Linked DNA regions of Sus scrofa: region 1 is linked to region 2. Evidence: chromatin contacts called from public Hi-C data. All regions are on one chromosome and are shown on one strand. The core of a region is the stretch at or near the end of the contact, and the rest is flanking DNA. Distances in the headings are between cores, read along the strand shown.

Region 1 (3,936 bases), core at 1,101-3,600, 670 kb after region 2:
GGGTAGAAGAAACATCTGATGCCAAGGCCTGGAGGGTGGAGGGTTCCAGGACCTGAAAGAGGGTCCACTTGGTTGGGTCACAGAATGCCTGGTAGAGAATGAGGCAGGGAGTGGGGGTGGGGTGAGCGCTTGGGGGCAGGGGGCACTGGAAGGCCATGGTGAAGGAGTTGAATTTTCTTCCCAAGGGCAATAGGGAGCTAAGGAGTTTAAGCAGATTTGAGTTTTGTGAAAGGTCTTTCTGGTTGTTGGGTGAGGAATGGGTTAGATGGAAAGCTGGAGATAAGCGGGGAGAAACACAGAGAGACTATTGCAGACAACCAGGCAAAGAAGGGAAATGGCTTGGTCCGGGGTCGGGGCAGTGAAGAGGGGAGAAGGTTGGAGGGATTCAGAAAGAGCTCGGGCAGGGCTTGATGATGGATCGAATGGTCTTGGCAGCGCAAAGAGCAGTCCACGAATCCCCCTCCCACCAGGTTCCCAGGTTGCAGGGCGGAAGTGCCCTTACTGAGGTAAGGGACGCCCAAGGAGCAAGAGCAGGTTGGAAGAACAAGCATAGCGCTGGGGGCGTTGTCCTTGAGGTGCAGGCGGGACAGTTACAAGGGACGCCCGGGTGGGGGCAGCAGAGAGGTCTGGAGCTCAGAGGCCGGTCCTGGCCGGAAGTAGGGATCTGAAACCTTCCTGGACAGGGTGGGGGTGGGGCTGGGGGGGGGCCCCGGTCCCTCTCGCCCCTCCCACTGCACCCCCCCCCCCCGCTCACCTCCGGTGAGTCTTGGTCACGCTGATCTCCCTCTCCGTCGCCCCCTCTCCCAGCATCAGCGTGCCCATCGTCATCTTGTCCTTGAACCTCTTCAGCCAGGGGCAGGTGGAGCCCACGGCCACGTGGAACCATTTCCCGTAGATCTAAGAGGCAGCCACAGGCTCTGAGCATCTGGACCTTGGCGAAGACCTGGAGACGTCTGTCCCTTTCCCTTCCCTCAGTGACCCATCCTCCTAAGCGATCATGTCTTATAGCTAATTGAAGGCCACGGAGCCCTCCTGGTGGAACGCTAGGCATTGGCAGCCTGCACGGGAAGATGTGGGTGCGCCCTGCCCGCTGCCAGAGGGCCGGATTCCCTGAGTCACTGCATCTGGATCTGGGTCCAAATCCCCACGTCCTAAGGTCATCATCAACCCCTGCTCCCCAAGAGCGGGCATCCTGTCTTGTACCCCTCCTGGGACAGGGTGCTCACCACCTTGCAAGCAGCCTATACCTCGTGTTAGAAAGTATCTCCTTTCCTTAGGCGGAGTGTGACCCAGGGCAAGCCTGCCCCCTCTTTCTCCTGACAGGGCCCTCAGGTCCCTGCAGACCCTTCGCCATCCCAGACCACCACAGGCCTGCTCCTCAAGCTCCTCCCCACCCCACCCTTCCTCTTCCCACAGGAGCCACAGCTACAAGGATCTGACTGAACACAGGTGGTGGCAGGGGCAGGGCCAGGCCCTGTTCAAGGTCACTCAGTGATTTGGGCCAAGCTGAGGCTGGAGGACAGTCCTAGGACCCCCAACCCCCAGCAGCCTCTTGATCTCACCAGCCTGACCTCTGTCCTGCTTCTCTTCTCCCCATGACCCCACATGCCGCCCTGTGCCACCCCAGGCCTGGGAGGGCAGGGGACCCAGGAGGGAGTAACAGAGTGAGCAGTTAAAGGATGAAGGGCTGCAGGGTGGGTGCAGGGGGGTGGGGGTGGGAATGGGGAAGAGTCACAAAAAGCTAGGCGCTCTGCATGGGCTGTAGGGGCGCAGTCAGCACCAAGCCTTCTCGGCCCGGGGTGGGTTCGAATCCAAGCACAGATTCCCCTTGGAGCCCAAGAGGATAGGTTCACCCATGGGGCCCTTGGACTCAGAATGTCAGCCTAAAGACCCACGGAACCATGGATGCAGAGCTGTAGCTTCAAAGAATCCCTGATCTCTCAACAGCAGGAAGGGCCCTTCCAGACCCACTCCCCGGCTCCGGATGGTGAGCCTGAGACCCCAGGGCAGGTAGGACCCGTCCTTCTCCCCCCAGCAAGGCCCCGCTGCTCGGACACCCTGCCATGGCCGCCAGAGAAGCCAGTCTTACCCTAGACAGGTCGAAGTTCTCCTGCACCTGGATGTCATTGGGCAATGTCAGCACAGGGCTGGCGCTCACGGCCAGGCAGGCGGTCAGCAGCAGGAGCAGGGTCCCGAGACTCCGCATGGCTCCAGGCTCCTCTGCTTCGAGTGTCACTCACGGGCTCAGTCGGGGACAGGACAGCCACCACCTCCCTGCCTGAGGTAGCTGTGAACTGGAGCTGGGGAAGGGGCCTGTGGCTGTAGATGACTCTGCTGTTTGCCCTGCTCAGTAGGGACCAATCAGGGCCCAAAGGCCAGAGCTGATCGATCCCTTGTGGTGCCCTGGCCGGGTCAGCGGTCTCGAGGGGCCAGGGTGGCTGTTCCAGCGGAGCCACTGGCCAAGGGCAACCGGGTCCAGGGGCAGTCCCAGGCTGGATTCAGCCTCTGCAAAAGCTTCTCCAGAAACTCCTCACCTGCCCCAGGAGGGATGGGAGAGACAGGCAGCCCCTGGCCCTCCCTGCTTGGGTGATTCCACCTGTGAGTCAGGAGGACAAGCCTGATTGGCCCATTTCTCACATGAGAAAACTGGGGTCCGGGGAGAGGAAGTGACTTACCAGAGACTATAGGGTGGTCTATGGCAGAGCCAAGACTAGAACTCAGGCATCCTATCCCCAGAGTTCCTTCTCTGACCCCTGGCTTCCCACAGCCCTAGCAAATAGTAGTAGAAATAGGAGTTCCCATTATAGTTCAGCAGGTTAAGAACCTGACTAGTATCCACGAGGATGTGGGTTCGATCCCTGTCCTCACTCAATGGGTTAAGGATCTGGCATTGTCGTGAGCCTCAGTGTAGGTCACAGATGCGGCTTGGATGCCGTGTTGCTATGGTGGTGGTGTAGGCTGGCAGCTGCACATCTGATTCTACCTTTAGCCTAGGAAATTCCATATGCAGCAGGTGTGGCCCTAAAAAAAAAAAAGTAGAAATAATGAAGAAGACATTAACAACCTCTGTTCACTGAGCACCTGCTGTGTACCAGCCAGGTACCAGCTCCTTACACCAGTCATGGAACTGAATTCATCCCCACAACAACCCCATCAAGTGGGTGCTATTTTTCCCCTTTATAAGACAGGGCGTTTGAATCTCCAAAAGGTGAAGTGACTTGCCCAGGGTCTCCCAGCTAGGAAGCAGCATGGACTGAGGAGGCAGACTGCTTTCTGTGCCGCTTACTGACTGTGTGGCCTTGGGTGAGTGACTTTACCCCTCAGTGCTTCTGTGTCCTCATCTGTCAATGGGGATAACAGTAACTCCTGGTTCAGAGCCTTGTCTCGAGGCTGGAAGGAGTTAATGTTGTAAAGTGCCCAGATGGTAGCTGGCCACGGTAAGAACTGAACGCTAAAAAAAAAAAAAAAAAAAAAAAAGGAGTTCCCGTCCTGGCTCAGCAGTTAGTGAACCAGACTAGGAACCATGAGGTTGTGGGTTCAATCCCTGGCCTCACTCAGTGGGTTAAGGATCCGGCATTGCCATGAACCGTGGTGTAGGTTGCAGACGCGGCTTGGATCCTGCATTGCTGTGGTGGTGGCATAGGCCAGCAGCTGAAGCTCCAATTAGACCCCTAGCCTGGGAACCTCCATATGCCGTGGGTGCAGCCCTAGAAAAGAAAAAGAAAAAAGAAAAAAAAAAAGAACTGAACGTGTTCATAGCAGGTGGGATAGCATCTCCCCCAAATTCAGGTGCACCCAGGACCTCAGATAGGACTTTATTTGCATATGTAATTAGTCCAGGTGAGATCATACTTAGGGTGGGCCCTAAATCCAAGGACAGATGTTCTCATAAGAGAAGGGGATGGGAGATTTAGACACAGACACACAGAGACCCAC
Region 2 (3,921 bases), core at 1,029-3,528:
GTGCCGTCACAGCGGTGCCTTCGGTACCATACCGGGAAGGGACTTTCACTCAAATCTGTATGGGCCACGGGGTCTTCTAAGACCTCTGAGGTCATATCTCTGCCTTCCAGCAGCTTATGTGGTGGAGGAAAAATAATCACCACCCAGACGCTACTGTAGAGGGGTGGACTGTGTCTCTGAGAGACAAGGATGGATGGCTTCATGGAAGAGGGGACACTGAGGGATGAGTAAATTCTCAGATTGTTTAGGAAGTTACCTCTTTCCTTAGAAGGTAACTTCCTCAAGTGGGGAGTAACGGAAGCTGGGCCCTGAGAACTACCACCAGGAGGGGCTGAGAAGAGCTGCAGGGTCCGATTCCCTGTTGTTGTGCTCTGCTGAGGATTCCAGAGGCTGTGGTCCTGGCACAGAGGGTTGGGAGCTACTGCCAGCTATGGCAGGCTCTGCCACTAGCAGGGGAGGAGGCAGTCAGGAGGGCCAGGAGGGAGAAGGTGGCCAGAACTGAGAAATCCAAAGTCCCAGAAAGGCCCAGGACAGCAGGTGTCAGGCAGTTCTGAAACGGGACTGACCAGCTGCCTATTGATTCAGCCTGCATTTTCTGAATGTCTACTCTGGGCCTAACCGGTGCTAGAAACAGAAATAAAAGAGAAGAATGAGACCCAGGCCTTGCCTTGCCTTTGAAGAGCCCAGTCTCGTCTGGGCTTAGCCATTAGGAGAATTTGGAGAATTTGCCAATTCCAAAAATCCCAGAACATGCTGGTTAGGAGGGTTCATAAAGCTTGCTGATTGCATCATTGAAATGAACACTATTGGCATGATGGGGAACTGGGCTCAGAGAGGGGCAGGCATTTGGGCCAAGATTGTGCAGGGGCCAATGGCAGATCTGGGGCTAGAATCCAGGTCTCTGGCAGTGAGGTCATCAGTGTCCACCATTACCCCTTGATTTTTTTTTTTTTTTTGGTCTTTTTGCCATTTCTTGGGCCGCTCCCGTGGCATATGGAGGTTCCCAGGTTAGGGGTCTAATCGGAGCTGTAGTCTCCGGCCTACGCCAGAGTCACATCAACGGGGGAGCCGAGCCGCGTCTGCAACCTACACCCCAGCTCATGGCAACGCCGGATCGTTAACCCACTAAGCAAGGGCAGGGACCGAACCCACAACCTCATGGTTCCTAGTCGGATTCGTTAACCACTGCGCCACGACGGGAACTCCCCTTTGATATTTTAAGTATAGATTTCTTTCTTTCTTTTTAGGGCTGCAGCTGAAGCGTATGGAAGTTCCCAGGCTAGGGGTGGAATCAGAGTTGCAGCTGCCAGCCTATGCCACAGCCACAACAATGCTAGATCCAAGCCAGATCCAAGGGGAATCTGTGACCTATATCGCAGCTTGCAGGAAGGCTGGATCCTTAACTCACTGGGCAAAGGCAGGGATCAAACCCACATCCTCAGGGATACCAGCTGGATTCTTAAAACACGGAATCAAAAGGAACTCCTAAGTATAGATTTCAAAGCTGCTCATCAGCAGAGGTGGACTCCTGGAGAGCTCTTGGTGAAAGAGGTTGGGAGGGAAGAGGTAGAAAGGCAACTCTGGACCTGGTTGCAGCTAGCAGCAAGATGGTTAGGCTTGTGGATTTTGGAGTCTCTACACGTGGGTTCAAATCCTGGTTCTGTCACTTTTCAGCTGTGTGACTTCAGTCCCCTCATCTGGCCAATAAGGGCTTGAACTGAGCTTGATGGGCTGTTGTAAGACTGAATGGGCCAATGCATGCACCGTACATACAAGGCTAGCACAGAGTGGCTGTTATTGCTTGCACCTCCCTCCCCCATACTGCTAGGCACCGCGGGCTCTGCACTGATGGAGACTACCCCAGCGATCTCCGAGGGAATGGAGCCCAGAGAGGAGACTCGGAGTCTCCAAGAACTACAGCCCCGAGTCTCCAAGGACTACAGCCACGCGGAGACCCCAACCCCGCTGCAGCGGGACATCTAACTCTAAGAACCCAAACAGGGGTCCCACAATGACTCCGTCTCCAGCGACATCGCCGGCGCTCCTTGGAGTACAGCACGATCTGGGTCTGGGGATACAAGACTCTTGGTGCCAGAGCCCCCGCGTCCAAGTCTGCCAACTCCCGGAGTCTGGCCCCCACTCACCGGCTTTCGTAAGGAATCCACGCCGCTACTCCCGCCACCACAGTCGCGAGCTCTGGTCTCTTGGGCCCACGCGGGGGCGGGGCAGCTCACCCGGAAGCAGCGCCCCCCTCTCACAGCCCGCCCCCGACAGGTTGCAGGCCACGCCCCCTGCGGGTGCTTTGCCTGAGGGCTGGTCAGCTCCAGCTACAGCCCCGCCCACGCACGGCGGCAGACCTGGCCAATCGGGTGCGCTGAAGGGCTGGAGGGCCCGCCCCTCCCCTCAGCGAGGTCCGCGCCTGTGCAGGGAAGACCGCCAGGGCGCCCACTTGGACAGTGCTGCAGCACTGCGAGAGGGGCGTTGCGTGTGAGCAGGCGTGGGAGGCAGCTACAGCTTTGCGGTTCTCTTTACAGCTTTTCTCTTCCCAGCCCAGCACGTTTGGCGCTGATTGTTGAAAGAATAATTAGATCTCAAGGATTTTAAACAACACCGTAATACCTAACACAATAGCTAAGTCCTTTTTTGCGGACTGAGCATTTTAAATTAGTTAAGCACCAGGCTGGCTTCCAAGTTTTCAGACAAAATTTATTCCAGCGTAATTTCTCAGGACCTACTCTTGTGCCATAGTTTCAGAGCTGTGATGTGAAAGACATGGGTACTTTGGAAAGGCTCCAAGTCTGATAGGAGCATCAGACCTGTCTGTCCGTGACGGGTACAAAGAAAGATTTGCCCGCAAGTCCGGGGGCGGGGCGGGGGTGGAGGTAAAATGCTGCAGGGTATGTGCAAGGGTGGGAAGGATCTGGTGACGCTTATGGGGCTTAGGTGAACTGGTGGGATCAGATGAGTGAAATAGGGGTCGGGGTCAATATACCCTAGCAAAGGAATTCCTTTATAAAGGTGAGACAGGGATTATTGAAAAGTTGACTTTGAACTGTGAAGGATGCCAGTGGGTTGTACTATATTTATTCTCAGATCTTATTTCTCAAAATCTGTATCCCAAACCTGTTTTATGCATCTTTCTATTACAAGTCCAAGAGGCTTAATGCTGGGGAAATACGACACTGCTTAGTTCCTTGCTACAAGTTCTGATCTGCGTTCAAATAAGGAAGGTGGTGGAAAGAAGGCTGTGCATTAAAGAGTCAGGGACAGTCCCATACATTTTACATTCACTTACCTAATTTGATAATTCTGTTACAATCCTCATTTTATAGACTGGGAAAACAATTGCCAGGAGATTAATTTGCCCCATGTCACACTGGGCTTTCTCTTCAACTCCTGCTATCCATACTCCTTCAACTCATAGAGGTAATTACTATTTATTACCCCCCCACCTCAAGTTTAGATCCGCTGCCTGTTTCTTTCATGACACCTGTTCCATCTCTGACTTTATTGATAACTAGAAATAATTAGGACCAGAGTTCCCTGGTGGCCTAACAGTTAAGGATTTGACACTACCACTGCTGTGCTTCAGGGGTTCGATCCCTAGCCAGGGAACTTAAGCATGCCACGATCACGGTGGAAAAAAAAAAATTAGGACCATCTATTACCTCTAAGATCTCAAACAGGGTGGAAAATTAAAAAATTTTTTTTGGTGTAATCTATTTTTCCCATGTCTCGCTCTTGTTTTTGACTGAAAGATCGGTTCCCACTTCCCGATCTTTTAAAATATTTTACTTCAGGACATCATCTTTTAAAATATTTTACTTCAGGAATCACCTTTTAAAATATTTTACTTCAGGACATCATCATGGCACAGCGGAAACGAATCTGACTAGGATCCATGAGGTTGTGGGTTTGATC

The links. Hi-C and Micro-C count contacts between places; a contact is called where the count stands out from the background.
Region 1: a contact with region 2 is called in a Hi-C map of liver, with 5 times the contacts expected there. The contact joins the promoter of AMBP here to the promoter of ALAD in region 2. A contact is called at or near these places in 1 of 5 promoter capture datasets (liver) and 3 of 47 Hi-C or Micro-C datasets (all in liver).

Annotation. Positions count from the first base shown.
Region 1 is chr1:254,696,056-254,699,991 of Sscrofa11.1, forward strand. AMBP (alpha-1-microglobulin/bikunin precursor) reads right to left here and starts at 2,351. Exons shown (of 13, transcript NM_001164006.1): 1 at 2,090-2,351; 2 at 755-897. The coding sequence starts at 2,206.
Region 2 is chr1:254,025,306-254,029,226 of Sscrofa11.1, forward strand. It overlaps ALAD (delta-aminolevulinic acid dehydratase), which reads right to left and starts at 2,279. Exons shown (of 13, transcript XM_021067765.1): 1 at 2,145-2,279.